Regions from separate parts of the Sus scrofa genome. Here region 2 is linked to region 1. Evidence: chromatin contacts called from public promoter capture Hi-C data. All regions are on one chromosome and are shown on one strand. Each heading gives the region's core, a stretch centred on a gene start, on an enhancer-like site or on the middle of the called end of the contact. The rest is flanking DNA. Distances are from core to core; before and after follow the strand shown.

What was found. Promoter capture Hi-C pulls out the DNA fragments that hold promoters and counts their contacts.
Region 2: a promoter capture Hi-C map of fetal liver shows a contact between it and region 1, with 4 times the contacts expected there. The contact joins the enhancer-like site here to the promoter of ATP1A1 in region 1. A contact is called at or near these places in 3 of 5 promoter capture datasets (fetal liver, fetal skeletal muscle and liver), 9 of 47 Hi-C or Micro-C datasets (brain, embryonic fibroblasts, fetal heart ventricle and 5 more) and 2 of 2 datasets of contacts at active chromatin or transcription factors (alveolar macrophages and skeletal muscle).

What each region holds. Positions count from the first base shown.
Region 1 is chr4:104,382,660-104,386,708 of Sscrofa11.1, forward strand. ATP1A1 (ATPase Na+/K+ transporting subunit alpha 1) reads right to left here and starts at 1,662. Exons shown (of 23, transcript NM_214249.1): 1 at 1,618-1,662. The coding sequence starts at 1,629. LOC106508382 (proline-rich protein 18-like) reads left to right here and starts at 1,789. Exons shown (of 4, transcript XM_021089985.1): 1 at 1,789-2,343. The coding sequence starts at 1,791.
Region 2 is chr4:104,572,814-104,576,862 of Sscrofa11.1, forward strand. MAB21L3 (protein mab-21-like 3) reads right to left here. Exons shown (of 9, transcript XR_002343480.1): 9 at 109-304. Among named protein-coding and RNA genes, the nearest start is that of MAB21L3, 52 kb to the right of the region's middle. Within about 2 kb of position 2,353, at least 35 of the 83 cell types and tissues checked have an H3K27ac peak or open chromatin away from gene starts, as enhancers often do. A contact at or near this core is called in fetal liver, retroperitoneal adipose tissue and skeletal muscle, where this site is marked.

The sequences.
Region 1 (4,049 bases), core at 412-2,911:
AAATGAGCTTTAAGGAGCTCGTTTACTGGAATGCCCTAGGATTTGATGGAGTGGTTCAAGTACAGTCACGAACTCAGTTTCCACCGTGGGCAGTATAGAGGCTAGCACTCAGCTCTTGCCTTCAGCTACTTGACCTGAGCCAGCCCTCCACTTTGGTGCTTTTAAAAGATACAAGTTGTGCATTCCCACTCTTCCTTACTACCAGGTTCAAACCTTTCAATGACCTCCTTCAAAATCCACTTGGCATTTCCAGAGAATGCACCCTCCTTCTCTGCCCATCGCTCACTCCACACCCAGGAGCCTGCCCAACCTTCAAAGACCTACTACGGGCCGGGGACTGTGCAGGCTCTGGACACAATGGAGCAGATGCTCTCCCACTAGTATTCTCATGACCTGGTCATTTTATCTCATTTTTTCTTCTGTTATTTTGTATAAACTTTTCTCAACAGCACTCTTGGCCCCACTGGAGTCCAGGACCTAGTCTCCTGCTGTGGTTACGGGTTATCTCAGCCCCGAGTTATAGAAATGCAGGAACAAGCCGTTGTTCTGGTATCCCCAGAGCGCCCGCTCCTCCGGCCCGGGGGACCCCTCGTTGCTTCCGACCCCTCTTCCGCGGGTGGGCGCTCCCACCGCGTTGCCCCGCCTCCCGTTCTTTTTCGGGTTTATTGTACCCGGAGGCCCGGGTGGATCTGCTTGTGCTCCTTCCTGCCTCATCGCTCTAAAAAACTTACACATACCCTCCCCACCCTCAAGATGACCACACCAGTGGCTCCAGCTGCCTCCCGGGAGCATCCTGTGTTTAATGGAAAGGGGCCCATTAAAGCTCTCAAAAGTATACCTTAAAGGCCATCTTAGGGCGAAGACACACCCTTTCTGGCACCAGCCCGCCAGACCGGCTCCGCAGTAAGGGGAAGCCAGTTTTTTCCTTTGGGGAAGGGCGGCCACCTCTCCGGGCAACTGGCTAAGCCCTGGCGCCTCCAGGAGAAAAAGCCTGGGACCCTAAGGCCGCCCCCGCATCGGAAGACCCCCATCGCCCAGGCCGGAGCCGCGGCGGGAACTACAGCCCGGGAAGGGGCCGGGTAGAGCGCCCCAGGGGAAGGGGAGGAGCACGCCTTTCCTCGGGGCACGGAGGGCGGAGGGAAAAAGGAAGGCGAGAGACGGGAGGTGAGGGCGGGCGGAGGGAGGGAAGGGAGGAGGGAGGGAGCGGGTTGGGGATGCCGCCGGCAGCCCGCTCCTAGCCGGGGAGGCCCAGCGGCTGTCCTTCCTCTGCCTCCGGGGCCTGCGACTCCCGAGCGCCGCCTCCAGGAGCCCAGGGCCCGCGACGCGTTCGGGCTCGGGGGCCCGCAGTCCTTCTCCAGGCTCTGCGCACCGCCTGGGGCTGCCCCGCTCCGGGCCCTCGGCTCTCCCTTCCCCCGCCCGCCCCTCATTACAGCGCTCCCTCCATTTCCAAAGTGCGTCGTCTTTTAAGCCTCTCTGCTCTGCCAACCCATTCCGCGCCGCGCCGCTTCCTCCTCCTCCGCCTCCCGCTGGCTGCGGTCGCCCTCCTGACTTCCTCCTCTTCCTCCTCCTCCCCTCCAGGGCTCCCCGCACCCCTCCCCAGGCTCGCTGGACACTCACCCCCTTCCCCATAGTGGCGGTGGTCTGTGTCCCGCGCCGGGTCCTGTTGCTTGAGAATCAGAGAGAAAAGAGAGCGGCTCCCGGCCAAGCAAGAGCGGCCGGGGGAGCGGAGAGGAGGGAGCTAGGGCTGCTGCGGGGCGGGAAGGAGGGAAGACGGCCGGCGGCTCGGGCCGATGCCACTGCTGCTGCCGCCGCCGCCGCCGCCGCCGCCGGGGCTGCTACCGCTGCTGCTGCCACGTGTCCGCCTCCTCCCGCCGCTGCTCTGCGCCCCAGACCCCGCCGCAGCTCAAGCCCGCGCCTCCTCCTCACTTCCTAAAATATGCAACCTGCGTGCTGGCCCCGCCCACGCCGCGGCACGTCACCGTTACCGGAGCAACCTGACACCGGCCGCGGGCCTGACTCCGCCCCCGCTTCAAACCCCACCCCCGCAGGCCCGGGGCCGCGCCGGCTGCGGCCGGTCGGGGCTCCCGGCAGGAGGGCGCCGGGGCCTGGGGCGCGCGTGCCCAAGTCCCGAGAGGCGGCGGCTGCGCCACTGCGGGGCGCGGCGACTCGCTGGGCAGCGGGGACTCGGCGGCCCTGCAGCTCTCGCGTCCCTCCTCCTGCCTCCCTGCGTGACCCGCCTGCTTTGGAGGGCACGCAAGGTCCGCAGTGGGTGCGGGGACGTCCGCAGAACTGGGCCCCCGAATCTCCGTGGACCTGGGACAGAAACCACGCGCTGGAGCATCTGTGGGTATCCGGGAGCTCCTCTGGGACTAAGGGAAGCGCGGGGATGGGGGGGTGGGGGTTGGGTGTGCCTGCAGCCAGCGCCCGCAGGAGGGACTCCGCCTTCCTGCGGAGTCCAGGCCCCGCGTCCACCTGCGGATGGCCTTCCCAGCCAGTCCTTTGGTGCCCCTCTGAATGCCTTCTCTGGTCTTGGGGTCTCCGTTATCCACAACCCATAGGGCTTGAGCTGGCTTTGCCAGAGGTCCCAAGACCCCCCCCCCCGCCGCCGCCGCCGCCGCCGCCGCCTTCAAGACCCCCAAATGTCAATCCAAAGGGCCTGCAGTGAATTCATTCATGCCACTGTGTGAATGAAAGTTGTTTGTCCAGATTGGGGGTTCGCTTTTGAGAGAAGGAATACTTGAAGCCCAATATCTTTAGCAAAAGGGGATCCTTGGAGAGGGACTATTAGTGGGCCTGTCTCACGCCTCTCCTTGCCTGCCCTCTGACATAGCAGGACCTCTTTCTGCCTAGGAGTGGGTGCTGTGAGGGACCTGCGCCTGCAGTGTGGTGACGGGCCCAGGACCACCCGCCCAAGAGCCCTAGCCAGGCTCTGCTGAGCCGCTTTCCTCCCACTACAGCTTCTGCAGAGGCTGCAGTGGCTGGAGGTCTCCAACAGTTAAAAAACAAAGTATTATTAACAATGTTTTCAGGAAGTCAGGCATACTCTGGGAAAGCACAAGATTTGCAGGAGAAAATCACTCCATATCTCTGGGAATTCCAACAAGAAACACAGAAAACATTCACTTCCTAAGCAAGTTAAAACTAGTCCTGTCGACATCAAGTATTAATTTAACATGAATAAATAAAGGTGTGAAGCTTGAAAGAAATGGAGGAGGGAAGGAAGAATGAAAAACAAAGGAGGGAAAACTAGCAACTGTGCTATCAGTTAGACCATGAGGGTAAGTCTTGCTCCTTAGAAGAAACTGTTTCTTCCATGAGTCTCTTTCCCTTTGCCCAAGAATGCATTGTCAAGAACTGGTGCCTCCTCCATCTTCAGGCTTGGTTAAATCAGTGCAGACCCTGAAGAGCAAAGGCATTGTAAACGGAATTCAAATTCATGACTGCTGGAGAAAAGAGCCCCCACATCCAGAACAGGGTTCCCAATGCCGCTAATTCAACAGAAGGAATTTATGGAGCGTGATCAGGGCTCTGTCTCCAAGGGTCTAGAAAATGCTGTATTGGCATCCCCCATTACTGCTAACCTGTAGGAGGCTTTTCCTTGCTAAAGATCTCTGTTTGTTTGAAATTACTTATCCCTTGGTCTGAATGGAAAAAGCACACAGCAAGAACGACAACATGCAGAAAGTCTCAACAGTGTAGATTTCTCCTGCGAAAGGATCACCTTTTCCTCCCTTAATAAGAAAATTAGCTTTTTTTTTTTTTTTTTTTTTGGTTCAGCAGTATAACCCTGAGAGATCAAGACATGTCCCGTGGTCTCTACAGCTGTTTCTTTGGCAGCTGAAGATTGCCGAAGGTCCTTCCTGGAGGACCTCCGAGCTCTAGCTGCGTTCCAGAGTGGGGAAAAGGCATAAGATAAGAAATATTGGGACTCCCCATTGTGGCTTAGCATTAAGCGACCGAACTAGTATTCATGAGGGTGAAGGTTCGATCCCTGGCCTTGCTCATTGGGTTAAGGTCTGGCATTGCCATCAGCCATGGGGTAGGTTGCA
Region 2 (4,049 bases), core at 1,103-3,602, 190 kb after region 1:
TATAATAAAGGCTTGAGAAGGTGGAGCCGTCGTTCAAAGAGGGCTTTGTGTGCTCCCCGAACCCAGTGTAGCCATGTCCTCCGGCGAAATTGTCAGTTCAGAGAGATCTGTGATTTGCAAAGGGGGTTTTTATTTCCTCCTCGCCCGGCTAATTTAAACCTCCCCCACCCCAAAGGAGATTTCTAGTGCAGTAGAATAAGGACACTTTCAGAATCACAGCCTCTTTTTCTGAATGTGTTTCTTATGTAAATGCTGCATCAGAGCCATTTCCCTCTTCTTTACACTTTAATTCTGCTTTTAAAACCTGCAAAATAGAAACACAGAGAAAGACACCTTGAAAATACTTTGGGTTTCATCTCTTTTCCATTTATACCTCAGGCTCCCCACATTTCAAAAAAAAAATCCTTGTTCTTCAGGTTGAGCATATTTTAAACTCATCTGTTGAACTGGGAAAGCAGGGAAAAAAAGGACGATTTCTGTACATTTGGGCTGTCCAAATATACCAAGAAATACGCGGCACTTCACAATGATCTAATGATCCTCAGGATGCCACAGTAAAGTCAGGTGGCCCAGAGCAGAGGAGTCGGGGGAATTTAAAGAGGCCCCTCCCCCCATCAATGTTTGTGGAGGCCATTCGGGGGAGGGGAAGAAAAAGGCCAGGCTGCATAGGTCCCTTTCGAGAAGGTTTTCTATTTTTCCTGTCCCCCTCCCACTTCTCCACCCACTGCCCCGAGGTAGAACTGGCCACGATTTAGTGTTTGTGGTCCACTCACGGTACCCCCATCCGGGGACTATCATAAAAAAACCTAGCTGTAGTGATTCGTTCCTATCTACTTGCCTGTTTGTGAGCATAAGCAGGGAGGGGAGAAGGGTTACAGCTCGTCTCTATAGCCCCACACACAGCAAAAATACTAAAGAGTAAAAATACAGTGAATGAATGGATGAATGAATGAATGAGTTTCGATTCCAGCTCAAGCACTTCCTAGCATCATTTCCTTGGGCACCTTCTTTCACCTCTGAGACCACTCCGGTTTCCTTCCCTGAGATGGGGAGAGTGGCAGCCACCTCCTGGGTAGTGGTGAGGCACTAAGGCGTCATGTTTGTGAAGCATGTAGCAGAATGTGCCAGGCCCCAGTAGCTTCTCAGCTAAGGTTCTGCCCCTCCTCCAGACGCACCCCCCAAAGCCTAGCTGAGCCCACCATGCAATGAACCTGGCCTCTTCTGGGCTGGCGGGGGGTAGGGGGTGGCCGGCATCTGCAGGGCTTGGTGTCCCCCAAACATTGCTTTACCTTCCTGGCTGTCACTTCAATCTATTCCCTTAAGACCTGGGAATAGATTCTATTCAAAAGGCAAATGGGGGGGGTGGAGAAGAAGGGGACACTTCAGGCTGTTATCAGTCAGGGAAACCTCAGTGTGGGTGTGACAGGGAGAGCAGAGGATGGAGGAAATTGGGAGTGTTGGGAGTCAAAGAAAATAATCCGGCGGTATACGAGGAGAGATCAGGGTTCAAATGTGAGTTTTTCCTGCTGCTGAAAGAGTGCACGTTACTTAACCACTGTGAATTGTAGTTTTCTGACCTGTAAAAGGGGGCTCATACTAGATGATATACAGGGTGACCCTGGGAGTTAAGTGAAGCATTGTGACCAATGCTTAGTAGATGCTGGGTGCTATCGCCTCAGGAGGTGCGGTGAGTGCTGGGCAGAAGAGTGTGCCCCGCGGGTGGCTCCGCCACTTAGCAGCTGGCAAAGCTAATAAAGCTCTCTTCTTGGCCCGTCCAGGCCGTGGTTATTTTTTCCCTTCCCTGGTCTCAATTTTCTCAGGTTCTGCTCTTTGCCTGGGCCAGCTGTGACCACAGTGACAGCCACCTAAATTAATTATGAGAGAATGCACCTCAAATCCCAAACCAGAGAGAGGCGAGAGTACAACAATAATATTTCATTCCAGCGGAGGCAACGGGCCTCAACCTCAGCCCCAGGAAGGAAATGGTGAGAACGTTCCACCAATTCAATCGAAAGCCAGGAGAAAATTTCAGAAGAAGGGAGATGATTGAGCCGGCGGGGCGGGGCGGGGCCCGCGTGGCGGCGGCTGGGATGCGCCGCGGTGCAGCCCGGCGCTGCGGGCGCAGGTGGGAGCCCGATCGCGCCCTCCCCGCCGGGCGTCCATAAAACCCTCCCGGGCCCCGGGCGCTGTGCCCTGGTCCCTTGGTTTTTCTTCCGGGCGCCTGTCTTCTTCTCCCACCCACACCCCGCCTGCGGCTTCCGCAGCCCCTTTCCAGGTGCCCCAGAGGGGACCGCGGGTCGGCGGCAGAGCGGGCGCATCAAAGCGCAGGAGCGCCAGCCGCAGCCCGGCCTTTGTCGCCCTCTCCCCGCCCCTTCCCTGGCTCCGCCTTCCCTTCCTTTCTCTTTCCCTCCTTTCTCTCCTCCCTCCCACTAATTCCCCCTTTCCTCCCCGCCTTCTTCCTTCCTTTCTTTCCACCCGGTGCAGCACCACCGCCCCCGCGCCACCCCCCACTCCCCGCCACGCCCGGCGTCTAGAATGCCCCAAGAGAGCTGAAGCCAGGGCAGCGATCCCGGGCCTCGTTGACCTTTTCTCGCTTTGCAATGAGAGGGAGTTGGAAAGCCATCCTCACGGCAGCGGGCCCTGGCCGGCTTGTCCCACTCGGCTTGCGGTGCTGCTGAGAGATCCAGAACCGGATCCTTTTCTCGGGCATTTCACAGCCCCCGCATTGTCCTGTGTGCCCTGTCTAGGTGGCCCCAGCTCCAGTAAACTAGTCAGCCTCTGTGGTCCCCAGACACCACCTCTGAGAGCACCATGCTGGGGGCGGGGGGGAGAGTGAAATGTAACAAAGCAAAGACACCTGCCCCTCGCCCTGCTGGCTTCTGGGTACAGAGGCGCTGCCACAGAGCTCAAGGGGTTCTCTGGGCTCAGATGGGGAAGAGGCGGCAGGTGGGAGCACCGGGCCCACCGCTAGGGTGGGACAGGAAGGGAGCCTCTCAACACTAAGACTGCAGGTCCTTCTAGCAAGGCTGGGCCCCAGAGCAGAGTGGCGCTCTATCCAAATGCGGTCCCACGTGCAAAGCCTCTGACACTTCCTCCTCTGCCGGAATGGTTTCTACTCTAGGTCACAGTCTCCAGGAAAGAAAAAAGAATCGTGATCTGAATTGTTGTGGAAAATGTACTTAACATCTTAAAGTTTATTTTTAGAGCTCAGGTCTGCTGCCCTTCTCACCAGAGATGAATTCTGGAGGGGCTCTCAGCTTTACTGACCTTGAAGAAAAGATTTCAGAGATGAGAGAAAAGCAGGGAGAAGCAAGTCCTGTCCTGGGAGAATAGGTTTTTGGCTACGCTTGCGGCCCTTACCTGCCTTGACAGGGAGGCAGCCCTGGGCTGGGTCCACCAGGCATCCTGCATGCATCCAATAATGCCAGGACTGACCATGGGAATCCTTTCCAGGGGTGCAGGGCATCGCCCCTCCCTTCTTCCAAGCCTAGACACCTCAAAAGAGAGGTCTTCCCTACCCACTCCCATCCCACCCCCCTCATGCCCCCGCTTTCCATAGTCACTCACTTAATTCTCACCTAACACTGTTGCCACCCCCATTTTACAGATTAGAAGACAGCCATAGAGGGCTTAAGCAATTTGTCTGATGTCATGGAGCTTTCTGATTATTTCCCTCATCCTAAGAGAGCCCCCACCTGTGGGCACCCTGTCTAAGCCAAAGAGCACGTGGACAGAGGTCACACCCTGGGCACAGGCTGCTGAAGAGGGGGAGGGAAGCCAGGGGCTGAGGGGGAGGGAGCTCGAGGCAGCGCAGAACTGCTGCAGTGGGAGTGACTTTGCATCAGCCCTCTGGCAGCCGGTGCCAAGAGCTGCCTCTCCCTGCCAGGCTGCAGAATCCATCTCCTACATCCACCTCTTGAACTGGTACTTCTTTCCTAGCAGCCCATCAACAGCCTAGGATCTGACTCTCTCTCCATCAGAATCCAAATAGTCACAGGTTGTAACAGCTCCCCCGCTGCCCCCCTGGTCCCCAGGTCTCCCAGCTTTGA